Regions from separate parts of the Mus musculus genome. Here region 1 is linked to region 2. A link is a contact called in public Hi-C data. All regions are on one chromosome and are shown on one strand. Each heading gives the region's core, a stretch centred on a gene start, on an enhancer-like site or on the middle of the called end of the contact. The rest is flanking DNA. Distances are from core to core; before and after follow the strand shown. Region 1 overlaps Btbd9 (BTB (POZ) domain containing 9). Region 2 overlaps Btbd9 (BTB (POZ) domain containing 9).

Region 1 (5,452 bases), core at 2,572-5,071, 230 kb before region 2:
TGTGTGGAATCTATCTATCAAGATTTATTTATCAGTTAACTTCAAATACAGTCATGAGCCCACTGTGTGTGAAAAATGGTTGTGTTTTAAAATAAAAAAATATATTTCATCAGGAGAGTGGCCTTATAAATCTCACAGCTGCCCAGGAAGTAAAGACATCTGGATTCTTACATTGTTTCTTACCTGGCTTGCCAGCGGTCATACAGCCAGAGAAAGCTCAATCACTCATCAATTCTTCACAGTCAAGAACTCTTGATCCCATGGACCTCTTGAAGTGTTCTCTGGGACTCCCCAGATGATGCTTTGAGAACTTTGCTCTCTTTATATCAAGATGTGGGTGAACTGTAAGCTGGTGAGGACCACCATGAAAGAAGGAATAGATGCTAAGAGGCCAAGACTTCCATCCTGGCCTCTGTGGTAGCCAGTGTCTAACGCCTACTGTGCCTGCCTCTGGGCTAAGCCAGTGTCTGATGCCTCTCTGTGTACCCAAACACTAACATGTGTTAGTTGCTTTCTCAACATAAAACTCATATTGACAGCAAAAATATTTTTAGTAATATGAATTAGCTCTTTTACATACAGCATTTATTGATTGAGAAACTGCCCCAAAAGAGCTACTGTGTGTTAGTTCTGGTTTTTAATAAATTTATTAATCACAGCAGTCCCTTTGGATAGTATTGAGAGAACTCCACACCTGTTTTGTGCAGAGTGCCTTGGTCTGCAGGAAGGCTTGGTGCCAAGGCTTGCAGACCCCTTACGAGTCACAGTGCATGGTTTTGTTACTGGCTGCTTGGAGGACCTAGAGATTGGCAATTGAGATTGCTTGCCAGATTTTGATGCCAACATTAAAGGAGCTGAGGGGTGGGTTTACTTGGAAGTTACAACTTTTTGTTGCTCTTTATCAGGGTGGCTTTTTGTCATTAAGAAACTTAAGCAAAACCAAGCAAACTGGAACCCAGAGTTTTGAATGTGTGAGCTCCAAGGGCCTCTGTGGCTCTTGCCTGACCCTAATATTCTAGTGTTGGAGGATGGGACTTGCGGGTCCAGTACCAGTGTACCAGCATCGGGAGATGCTGCTGAGAGTTCAGGGAGGAGGATTGTGTTGAGGGAGTTAATACTGAGCCAGAACAAAGTAGAAGTGTGTGGATGGTGCAGGAGGAGGAGTGAGAAATTAAATGGTGTCTCTTTAGAAGGCTGCCTTATTGCAGTCTACATGGCTCCTTGGGGATTTCTCTACTGAGTACAAGAAAATCAGCAAGCACTTCTTGAAAAACCCAGATGAAATTACTGCCATAAATTTTTTTCATGGTATAAAACCCTTAATTTAGATGGGGAGGGTTTATTACCAGTGTTTTCTTGGCATGGCTAAGTTCAATTAATTTCAGATGACAAGCTTTCCCTACCCCCACCCCCAATATGTGGAAGGTACCATTTGTTACTTGTTTGCCTTTGGCTCTGGAGACCTCATTAAGGGCAGGAGAAAGGGATTCTATCTCCTGTCTTTTGACACCTTTCTCTTCTTTGGTGGATTCAGACCATTTGCATTGTCATATGGAAAGGATGGGGTTATGTGTGTGAGGAGATTTGCAGACAAAAATGATCTTGTTTATACCTTTTAAATATTGATTTCAAATGACTATTGCAAGTTTAAAAACTGTCAGCGCAGTGTTCAGCTCAGCTGTTTGGCAGACTAAAGATGAGGCCTCTGAAGATTGTGGCGACGTTTCACCAGGAAGCTTACATGGCTTCTCTGACACCTGATTGGGAACCTCCCTGGTTGTTTGATAGTAGGAACAAGATGTCAACAGAGTATCATGTTCCCTCGCACACTAAGACATAGCATGCTGCATCTTCAGGTTCTTGTTCCTATCGAAACTCTGTGAGCATATCTTGCAAACAAGAGATATAATCTATGGTGTTTTGTTTTGTTTTTCCTGCATATAATAAAGAATCTATTGTAGTGTGAATAAAAGCAGTCGCGAGCGATTCATTGCTGTGTGTGAAGTGCACTGTCCGCGTCTTTGTGCATGTGATGGTTTATTTTACTTACAGAAGCAGATAGAGAAATTAGAATTGAGCTGATAGAGAAGATATATTACATAAATAAGCAATTCCAACAAAAGTTTTGCCATAATAACAAATAAATACCCTGCTTCAGAGGTTGGAGATTAGAATTCTGTTACATTAAATGCTTGACAATTAATTAGCTATTGTCTGTAAAGGTTCCCAAGATGACAAGTTACTTAAACACTGTTATTAGGAATAGCTGGATTAGTAATAATAATGCTCAAGTGCCATTGGCAACAATGAGGAGATTTTAAAAATAAAGATAAATGCATATGATCACAGTCAAAGTGATTTGTGTGCTGAATGCAGAGCAGGCGGTCCCTGGGCACCGTGCTTCCGAGACTGCAAGACTGCCGTGACGAATGTGCTGGGCTTGGCACACTCCTCTGAAGAGCATGAGACAAGAGTACTTAATTTGTTAATAGTATTTTTTTTTCCTCTGCTCTGTTGTGTTACCTAAGTAGTGTTGGCTTAGTAAAGAGAAGAGTGCTGACAGAAGGCAGGCTTGGCAGAGGCCATCACCAAAGACCCCAGAGACTCTGCCACTTGTTACTGTGTGTGTGTCTTTAAAAATGCTATATGATTTGGTATGGTTAAAATTTAACTTCTGGCTGGTGAGATGCTCAGCGGTTAAGAGCACTGACTGCTCTTCTGAAGGTCCTGAGTTCAAATCCCAGCAACCACATGGTGGCTCACAACCATCTGTAATGAGATCTGATACCCTCTTCTGGAGTGTCTGAAGACAGCTACAGTGTACTTATATATAATAAATAAATCTTTAAAAAAATTTAACTTCATTCAGTGTACAGATTTTTGTTTTGTGGAATTTATACCCATGGACCCCATTTGTTTTGTGTGTAATTTTGCAAGAAAAATCACTGTGGAGCCTATAACTGGCCTGGTGTCAACAACAGACATGGCCAAGATCAAAGTGACACCCATGCACTTACTATGTAAAGTGAAGCTTAGGAGTGTTGCTGTTGTCTTCTTGGTCTGAGAAGAACTTTTTTATTAAATTGAATGTGTGCAGGGTCAGTAGTTGACACCCGCTCTCCCTCTGATGCCTGCTCTCTGTTACTGTTGGGTTCGGGCTGTGAGCGGAAGGGTTCAGGGTACTGCTTGGCAGAGGATTGTAAACAGAACGTTCTGTCCAGTGCTCATGGGCTGCTCCCTGCTCTGTATTTTTGTTGTTGGTTAGTACTATGGAGCAGATCAAGAGAACCATGCGGCTTTGAGAAGTATCTTTGCCTCTAAATAATGAAGCAACTTATTTATGTTCTGTTCAGCTCCTTGGTACAGTCTGCTGTTTGGAAGTATTTATAGTGTTCCTCTGCCCATGAATATGGAGTGTAGATGACAGACTGGTTCTGACGTTGTGGCTTGTCCTTGATAACCTTGTGCAAGTCTGGAGAAGACCGAGATGGCTGGGATCTGGCTATGGGTACCAAAGACAGGTGCTGCAGGCCGCCAGACTCTCACAGGAAGGTAGCTTCTGTTATAAATGATCAGACTTCTGGCCCAGGTCATTTGTTGGGAGTTACCTGATTCTTGGTCTCTCTAGAGATGTTTGTTCATAGAAAAGTGACTTGACAGTGTTCCTCTAGAGGCAACAAGTTGCAACAGGAGTGTGAGACTGAGGGCACCTTAGTCTTAAACCCATCTGTTCTCACGTGCCTGAAGCATGCCCTTACCCAACTCCTCCTCTGCAGAGCTGGCTTGCTGCACTGCCAGTTGCCTGTAGTTTACTCTAGCCAGGCTTGCCTAATTAGGTCTTGAATAATACTTCAGTGTTGCCTGGAATGGAGAAAAGAGCTGGGCCCCAGCTGTTACCCAGTAGCTAGAGTGTCTGGAATCCTCTGGCATGAGTGGCTGTGATGTGGTGCTGAGGGTTGGCCATCCTCATCGACTGTCCTTCTCTCCCTGAGTATTCTTTGCAGTTTTCTTCTCTCCGTATGGGCCCCTTTCCTGATCTTCTGCTCCTGTCTCTTAGTTTCTCTTTCCACATACTGAACGAGGGAACTTGAGGACAAGCTTTTCGTCCACACTGCTGCCCAGTGTCCCCTATGTAGGACCCAGTATGCCTGATCATTTTGATCTCAGAGTTAGCTAGCTCCAACAGCACACCTATGAGACATCTCCTGAAAGACTGGGGAGGTGGCTTAGTAGCTAAGGCCATCAGCTAGGCTTCATGAGGTACCCAGTTTGCTTTGCAGAGTCAGGGATGGCTATAGATGGCTCAAAACCCCTGCACTAATGACTTCCATGGCAACTGCACTCAGGTGCGCACACAGACACACTGCACACATAATTAATAAAAAAAAATTAAGTTAGAAAAGAAACATCTGTGGAGTATGCATCATCTTGTGTGCTGAGTGAAATGTTTCGAGAGGGAATCCATTTGAAGGGAGGGGAGAAATCCTTGAGCCCTGAGTTAGAGAGTATAAATCACAAGTCAATATGAACTTCAGATAATCCTTTATCCAGCAGCGATGTGTGACAGCACTTGGAGGTGGGAAAATTCCCTCCTTGTGTACTTTTGGAGAAATCCAGTGTTTTTATTTGGTACAGTTGCATATTCATTCCTAACAGACTGCGTTCTGAAAGAATTGGACTTTTATAGATTCTATGAATATTCAGAGAGTCACCAGAGCCGAGTCTGTCCTTTACCTTATGTGTCTAGACCCATCTGTCATTTCTTGCTAGATAGTTCTACTTCTCTTTCGCAGCGTTTGCCTTTTGGATAAAGCATTCCCCATTGTTGACCGGGGGTGGGTGGGGGTGGGGGGTTGGGGGTTGCTGGTGGCTTTGGTTCTCTGCTTGAAGGTAGGCAGTCCTCAGAGTGGATCTTTGGAGGGACACAAAGACAGATGGACACAGCCTTCTGTCTGTCAGTGTTCCCTCTGGGCTGTCTCCCATACCTTGGGTGGTGGTGTTCCCTCTGGAAAGCAGTTAGGACATTGTTTAGCATACTGGCTCAGCAAGGGGCACAGGATGGCTGTTGCCACTAACTCATCAGAGAACTTGGCAAGCAGCAGACCAGACTCTGGAAGCCTTATTCATTAGCATATTAATTGACATGACCATTAGCCTTAAGCCCAAATTTTAAAAGTTGTCCCATGAGTCCCTTCTCCTGGTACCCTCTTATTTCTCTCAAGCCTATTTACATCTTAAAAAACAAAAGCATGCTTTCAACATTTTAAAACTTAGGCTCCTTTTGATAAACTTGAAAGTCTTATAGTACCTTTACTATTATTTAAGATATTAATTAAAAGGAAAGAATCAAAGTAATGACAGTCGTGAAGGCCATTTTTCATCCTACAGTTGAGGTCATTGTGAGGTTGCTTGCCTGCCACAAGCTTGACAGAGTCCGGTGTAGGTCACTTTC
Region 2 (5,651 bases), core at 1,298-3,797:
TGAACATCCTGACCCCACTAGAGCCAGCCCAGATGTGACAGTTGTTTTCATGATGTCCCTTCTTCCAGAAAGTATCTAGGTGTGTTGAGCGCTTCAAATAACACTTTCAAAAGTGGAAATATTGTTGCAATTTAGTTCTGTTTTTGCCTTTTTACTTATTTAGGATAGTAATGATCCACACCCACAATGATTTCTTACACAGAACAGCTTGTAAATAGAACCCCAAATGTTTTCTGCAAAACTAACCTGAAAATTTCAAAAGAGTGAGTCCACTGACACCTTTACAGATGTCTGAACCTTCTGTCCTAAGCAGGTATGGTAAGCAACTGGAAAACATCTTAAATCATAGAATATATGACAAACAGGACTTCAAGGGAGAATCCTTAAACTGTCATCCTGGAAGCCTGCATCTTCCTGGAGACATGAGGGTGTAGTTCACTCCCAGACAGAATGTTCCTGAGTTTGGGGTACCCTCTGGGGGTACCAGTGTCCCCTGTCAGGGCAGAGTGAAAGGAGAAGGGAGGAGGATGCTTGGAGCTGGAGAGCAGAACTCCTGGGGTCAGCCCAGAGGGACAGCTGACGATGGGGCACAGCCAGGGCATGGAACCTAGGGATGAATGTCCGGGAAGGCACCGTCTGTCAGCCCAGGGAGCCTGTTGCATGCCACCAGAACAGATAGATACATGTGTGCTTCACCTCAGGAAGTTAGCCTTTCAGGGCCAAGGTGCAGTGCACGCAGTCTTCCTGGTAGAGAAGATGGCTCATCTCTCTTCCCTTGAGTGGCCTTTTTTGGGACATATCCCTGGAAGTGGAATTACCATGAGCTCTGGTTCCCCCCTTTCTGTGAGGACACTAACCACAGGGCTCTAGCCCCATGATCCCTTCTAAACCTAGTGGCCCTCAAAGGCCCTGCCTTCTGGTGCTGTTCCTCAGGGGTGGAGTCAGTCACACTGTATGAATCTGGGGGGATATGGATGTGGAGTTCTTATAGGACTTGTTTCCTTCAGCTGAGTTCTTGTACCCCAGGCATGTACTGATGCTGCTGTTGTCATGGTACACAGGAGGACCTGGGTCTTGTTCTTTAATTGGCCATGAAATAGCCACTGTGTTCATAAAAGGAAGGAGACCATGAGCACCCTGATGCTTTGCCAGAGTGGGGTTGTGAGCAGCCAGGATGGGGACAGGGTGTCCTAGTCAGTATGGATGTGGCTGAGACGCTCCTTGTAGGGACTTCTCTGTAGTCTCTACAGCCTAGAGCCCATGAGATAACAAGGTCTCAGCCTCCATGGTAGATTCTGCCTTAACCCTCGAACATCCAGCTGGCTTAGAATAACAGAGGGCAGATACTGAGGAGGGGTCTGTGCCCATGACTGGACTGTGTCCAGCCAGGCCCTCTTCATCCAGAGGCTTAGCACCTGTCTGCTGTGGTAACTCCCCCTTTACCTTAAATCTAGGCAGCTCTGGGCAATGGCAGCTGCTCCATCTGTAGAGGTTCTGGTCTCTTAGTCACCCATTTGAGCATGCTTCCCTCCAGCCTTCTGCAGTCCTTTAGGAAGCCCTGCTTCTCCTCCCTGTTGGCCCAGTTCCCACCTATCCACAGAAGAACTGGCGGTCAACACAGTGGTCCCATCCATGTTGGATGCACGTCACAGTGGGCTAAAGGACACCAAGGATCTCAGATAGTAGGATCCCCTTTCCGTACGCCACAGACTAGGAGAGATTTCATGTAAGAACCCTGCTAAGGCAAAGGTCAGGAAGGGGACAGCCACTGTCTCTAACAGCCTGGAATTCCTGGGTAGGAAGGCTTAGGTCAGGCAGGAGAGCTCTTCTCACACCTCGGTGGTGGCTAAGTGTGTATAGTTCTCATTAACTGTGATATAGATAAGTACTCTGTACCGGGAGATCCTCCCTAGACATCCTCTTGGAACTTCTGTACCATGGTCTGCCTCTTGATGATGAACAGTCACTTTCCTAAGAGTTGGGACGGGGCCAGGGACAGTGTTACATCAAGTTAGGGTGGCCCCTAACATCTGATTGCTGTGTCTCCCTAAAAATCATGAGAGATAGTGAGATGCCAAAGTGGGCACTGCTCCACCCTGGCCTATACCTCGGGTAACTGCATCATATGCTCATGGGCTTGCGTTGTGCAACAAACATGCTAGCGGAGGGGTGTTGTGGGGCTGAGCTTGAGCATGTCTAGGAACTACAGCCTCTCTGTCTAGCAGAGTGTCCCTCTTGAAGAGCCCTGTACTCGAGTAACATTTATTTCTAAGTCATGTTTCAAATGGTGGACAGGGGGACAGGGTATCTGCTGTGGTCCTGATGCGGGCATGCCTAGGGATGGCCGAAGGGTAGGGTTTCTCTGAGCATCCTGAGAGCATCTAGATGAGGGCTTGCAGGTCATCCCACTCTGTGTCCATGCCAGGAATGGTAACCAGCTATGAGCTTGCTGCAAGAGGGTCTCACTGGCCAGCAGCAGCAGGGCAGGGTCTGCATTTGGCTGCTTGAGCTGCCTTCCAGGCTGAGGGGCCTGCGAGTGCTTCTGGGATCCTAGTACCGCCTCGTTCCCATAGCAACATGTGGCTTTAGTGGAAAAATAAAGCCAGGGAGACAGACTCTGGAAAAACTAAATAAATGTTCATTGCTGGCCTGAGATAATTATTTCCCAGACCTCCTCTGGCGTGTGCCCTGATCCCCTGCAGGACTGTCCTTCAGAGTTCTCCCCAGAGACATCTGGGCCCAGAAGGCCCTCTGTGCCCTGCAGTGGCAGACATGCAGCAAACAGCAGGTAGCTGCAGACTCAGAGCAAATAGAGAAGACAGCCCCACCCTGCACAAAATAGCCCTGCCCTGCACAAGATAGCCCTGCCCTGCAATGGACAGCTCCAGCCTGCAGCCCCTATTCCTCCAGAGAGACTGTACTCCTGGAGGGTACAGCATGAACCGACCCTGGCACACACAGGCTCATGTGCTACCATGGACAGGGTACTGTGTGCAGTGTGAGGGCAGCAGCAGCCTGGGTGCACAGACAGCTGGACTTGGGGAGTGGTCCCAGAGGAGTAGGCCTATGCCCTGCACTGCAGCTCCTGAGAGTGGAGACCATGGCATGGCACACACAGTCCTCCACAGGGTGAGTGGGGACAGAGTGTCTGTGCAGGAGTCCAAGAGTCAGCTCTCAGGGATCACTAGTGAGAAGAGGAGGGAGGAGGGAGAGCTGGAGTCTTGCTCAAGGTTGTGTCCTCTTGTCCTGGGAGGAGAGGGCAATGTGGCACTTGTGAGAAGATGGAGGGAGGAGGAGAAGTGCAGAGTGGGATCTGGGAAGGTAGCAGACCTCAGCAGCGAGGCACTCAGTGGGGGTTAAGTGCCTGTGGAAAGGCTGAGGGGACCACAGGAGAACCAGCTGGCATGTGGCAGGGAGGCAAGAAAAGACAGGCCACACTGTGCCACCTTCCCCCACCACTTCGTGACCCCAAGTCACTTTACTGTTGACCTTTGTAGGAGTAAGCCCTGGCCAGGTCACATCTGCCAGGACTGGGGACTCAGGCATCCCAGAAACCCTGGGGCCACGGATTCTCCCCACTCTTTTCTGTGCGTTTGCTTTGCTTTTAAATGACTTGGAAGTTTCCCCACAGACTAACAAGAGGCCCTTCCCTCACCTTGCTTAGGCTCTGTGTCCTCTGACCGGAGGGCTAAGAATGGCTCCCAGAAGGAACAGTTGAGCTGCAGTCGCTGGGCCACGTGCACTCAGGTGCGGTGCCAGGGTGGCGCTTACTGTCAGGGTGCAGCGTCACTCAGTCAGGCATTTCCTTCTGGAAATGCCTCCACAGGACACCCGTCTCCTAGGTGACTCTCAGCCCAGTCAGAAGGCGACTCAGAAACACATTAAACAGAAGGAGGAAGAAGAGGAGGAAAACGATTGTAGCTCTACCTAAGGAAAGGTTACTTTTTTTCCAGAACTTTCCAAACAGTAGGGTTGTAGCTCTCTGTGGTTAGGAGGGAGCGGTGCCAGGCCTAAGCATTGTCAGCAGAATCTTAATTCCATACCCAGGGATAAATTAATACTCATAGAAAATAATACGTGCGCCTTCATACCGAGGTGCACGCCTTTAACCCAGCACTTGGAAGGTAGAGGCAGAAAGATCAGGAGTTTTGGGCCACCCTCAGCTGTGTATAAATTTCAGGCCATTCTGGGCTTCATGAAACCCTGTCCCCACTCTTCTCCCCCAGATGTCTCCCTGTTAAGTCGTCCCTTGTTTGAAAATAGCATTGTGGTGACCTGAATAAGAATGGCCTCGAAAGACTTGTGTTTGAATGCTTAGTCACTGGAAAGCTATAGTATTTGAAAAGATTGGAAAGATTAGGAGGTGCGGCCTAGTTGGAGGAAGTATGTCACTGGAGGTGGGCTTTCGGGTCTCCGAGGTGAGCAGAAGAGGTCACTGGCTGCTATAATGGGGCTGGCTCATGGCTGACATGGTGATGGGTGCGGTCCTGGGATGGAGGGACAGTCCTTAAGCCTTCATCTACCTGTGGGCAGCTAGTGAGAGGAAGGCTGGGTTTTATAAAGACATGTACCTAGGACAGAAGTGTGGATCGGAAATGCTGTCTGTCCTGCTTGGCAGGAACGTGCTCTGTGCAAATCCCTCAGCTGAGAAACAAAGTCATTGATCAGTATTTATTCCCTTTTCTCAGTTTCTGCTGCAGTTCACAGTGGGCTCTCCTCCCCTCTCCTTCCCCTTCCACTCCTTCCTTCCCCTCCCCCTTCGCCTTCTCCTGTAAAAACATTGAAAAAGTTAGCGTGTGGTTTAACTGAAAGATGGAGGAATCCTCAGAATTTCAGAAGGTGCCAGGCCAGCCCACGTACAGGCTCCCAGAAGGGGCCTGCCAGAGCATTTCAGACACCAGGATTACAGCTCCCAGAGAGGCTGCCATTGTGCTAATAAACAGCCACAAGAAAGGACACCGGGTGTGAGGGAGGCTGGGTCCGATCCATATACATGACTACATTGCAAATTGGCGGCTCCTCTCTGGGGAGAGATCTGGGCCTCTGAAGATGGTTCAGCGAAGGTGCCCCTTCCTGAGCAGAGCAATCAAACAGGCTAATGGGATACACGATTGCCGAAAAGTTGAAGGGAAAATGACGCGGAGACCATGGTAATGGCTTTGCATAAATCACAAGCATGGCTCTGCCCGGTACGCCTCATTCACTTTTGGTCACATCCTTCCCGAGGAGTATTGTGGTCTGGGGAAGCTTCCGAGGAAAGAAATTGAATGGCACCAGCTCCAAAGCAAAGAGAAGGCAGGACTTACCCATTTCACCTTGTGCAAGGCCCACAAGTGCCTGGCGGGAGGGGGTGGGGGCGGAGGACGTGGGTCAGGAACATTTCCAAGGCCCTTTGTGGGGTCACACTTGCTCGAGCCAATAGCTCCCCCCACCATTTCCATATAAGTTGCAGAAACAGGAGGCCACCTCCCCAAAGTCAGGCCCAGCACGGCTGCCCTCAAATGTAAGGGCTGCAGCTTCATTTTGAGACCAGAGCCCTTCAACTACAGGCCCTCTAGAGGCCCTTGGACAAACTGGAAGGTGTTTGGCATCAAAGGGACGGCTGCCGGTGTGTGGTGAAGCCCGGGAGCTGCACACATGGGGACATTTCA

The links. A called contact is a pair of places that touch in the nucleus more often than the background predicts.
Region 1: a Hi-C map of cortical neurons shows a contact between it and region 2, with 2.9 times the contacts expected there. The contact joins two enhancer-like sites. A contact is called at or near these places in 3 of 39 promoter capture datasets (the 3T3-L1 cell line, hippocampal neurons and liver), 6 of 15 datasets of contacts at CTCF or cohesin (embryonic stem cells, large pre-B cells, pro-B cells and 1 more), 96 of 484 Hi-C or Micro-C datasets (the 3T3-L1 cell line, 8-cell embryo, B cells and 44 more), 9 of 115 datasets of contacts at active chromatin or transcription factors (astrocytes, differentiating embryonic stem cells, embryonic stem cells and 4 more) and 1 of 9 other capture datasets (embryonic stem cells).

Annotation. Positions count from the first base shown.
Region 1 is chr17:30,456,875-30,462,326 of GRCm38.p6, reverse strand. All of the region lies in intron 6 of Btbd9 (BTB (POZ) domain containing 9), which reads left to right. Among named protein-coding and RNA genes, the nearest start is that of Btbd9, 120 kb to the left of the region's middle. Within about 2 kb of position 3,821, at least 32 of the 459 cell types and tissues checked have an H3K27ac peak or open chromatin away from gene starts, as enhancers often do. A contact at or near this core is called in cortical neurons, where this site is marked.
Region 2 is chr17:30,222,482-30,228,132 of GRCm38.p6, reverse strand. The region is part of intron 10 of Btbd9 (BTB (POZ) domain containing 9); the gene reads left to right. Among named protein-coding and RNA genes, the nearest start is that of Zfand3, 220 kb to the right of the region's middle. Within about 2 kb of position 2,547, at least 14 of the 459 cell types and tissues checked have an H3K27ac peak or open chromatin away from gene starts, as enhancers often do. A contact at or near this core is called in cortical neurons, where this site is marked.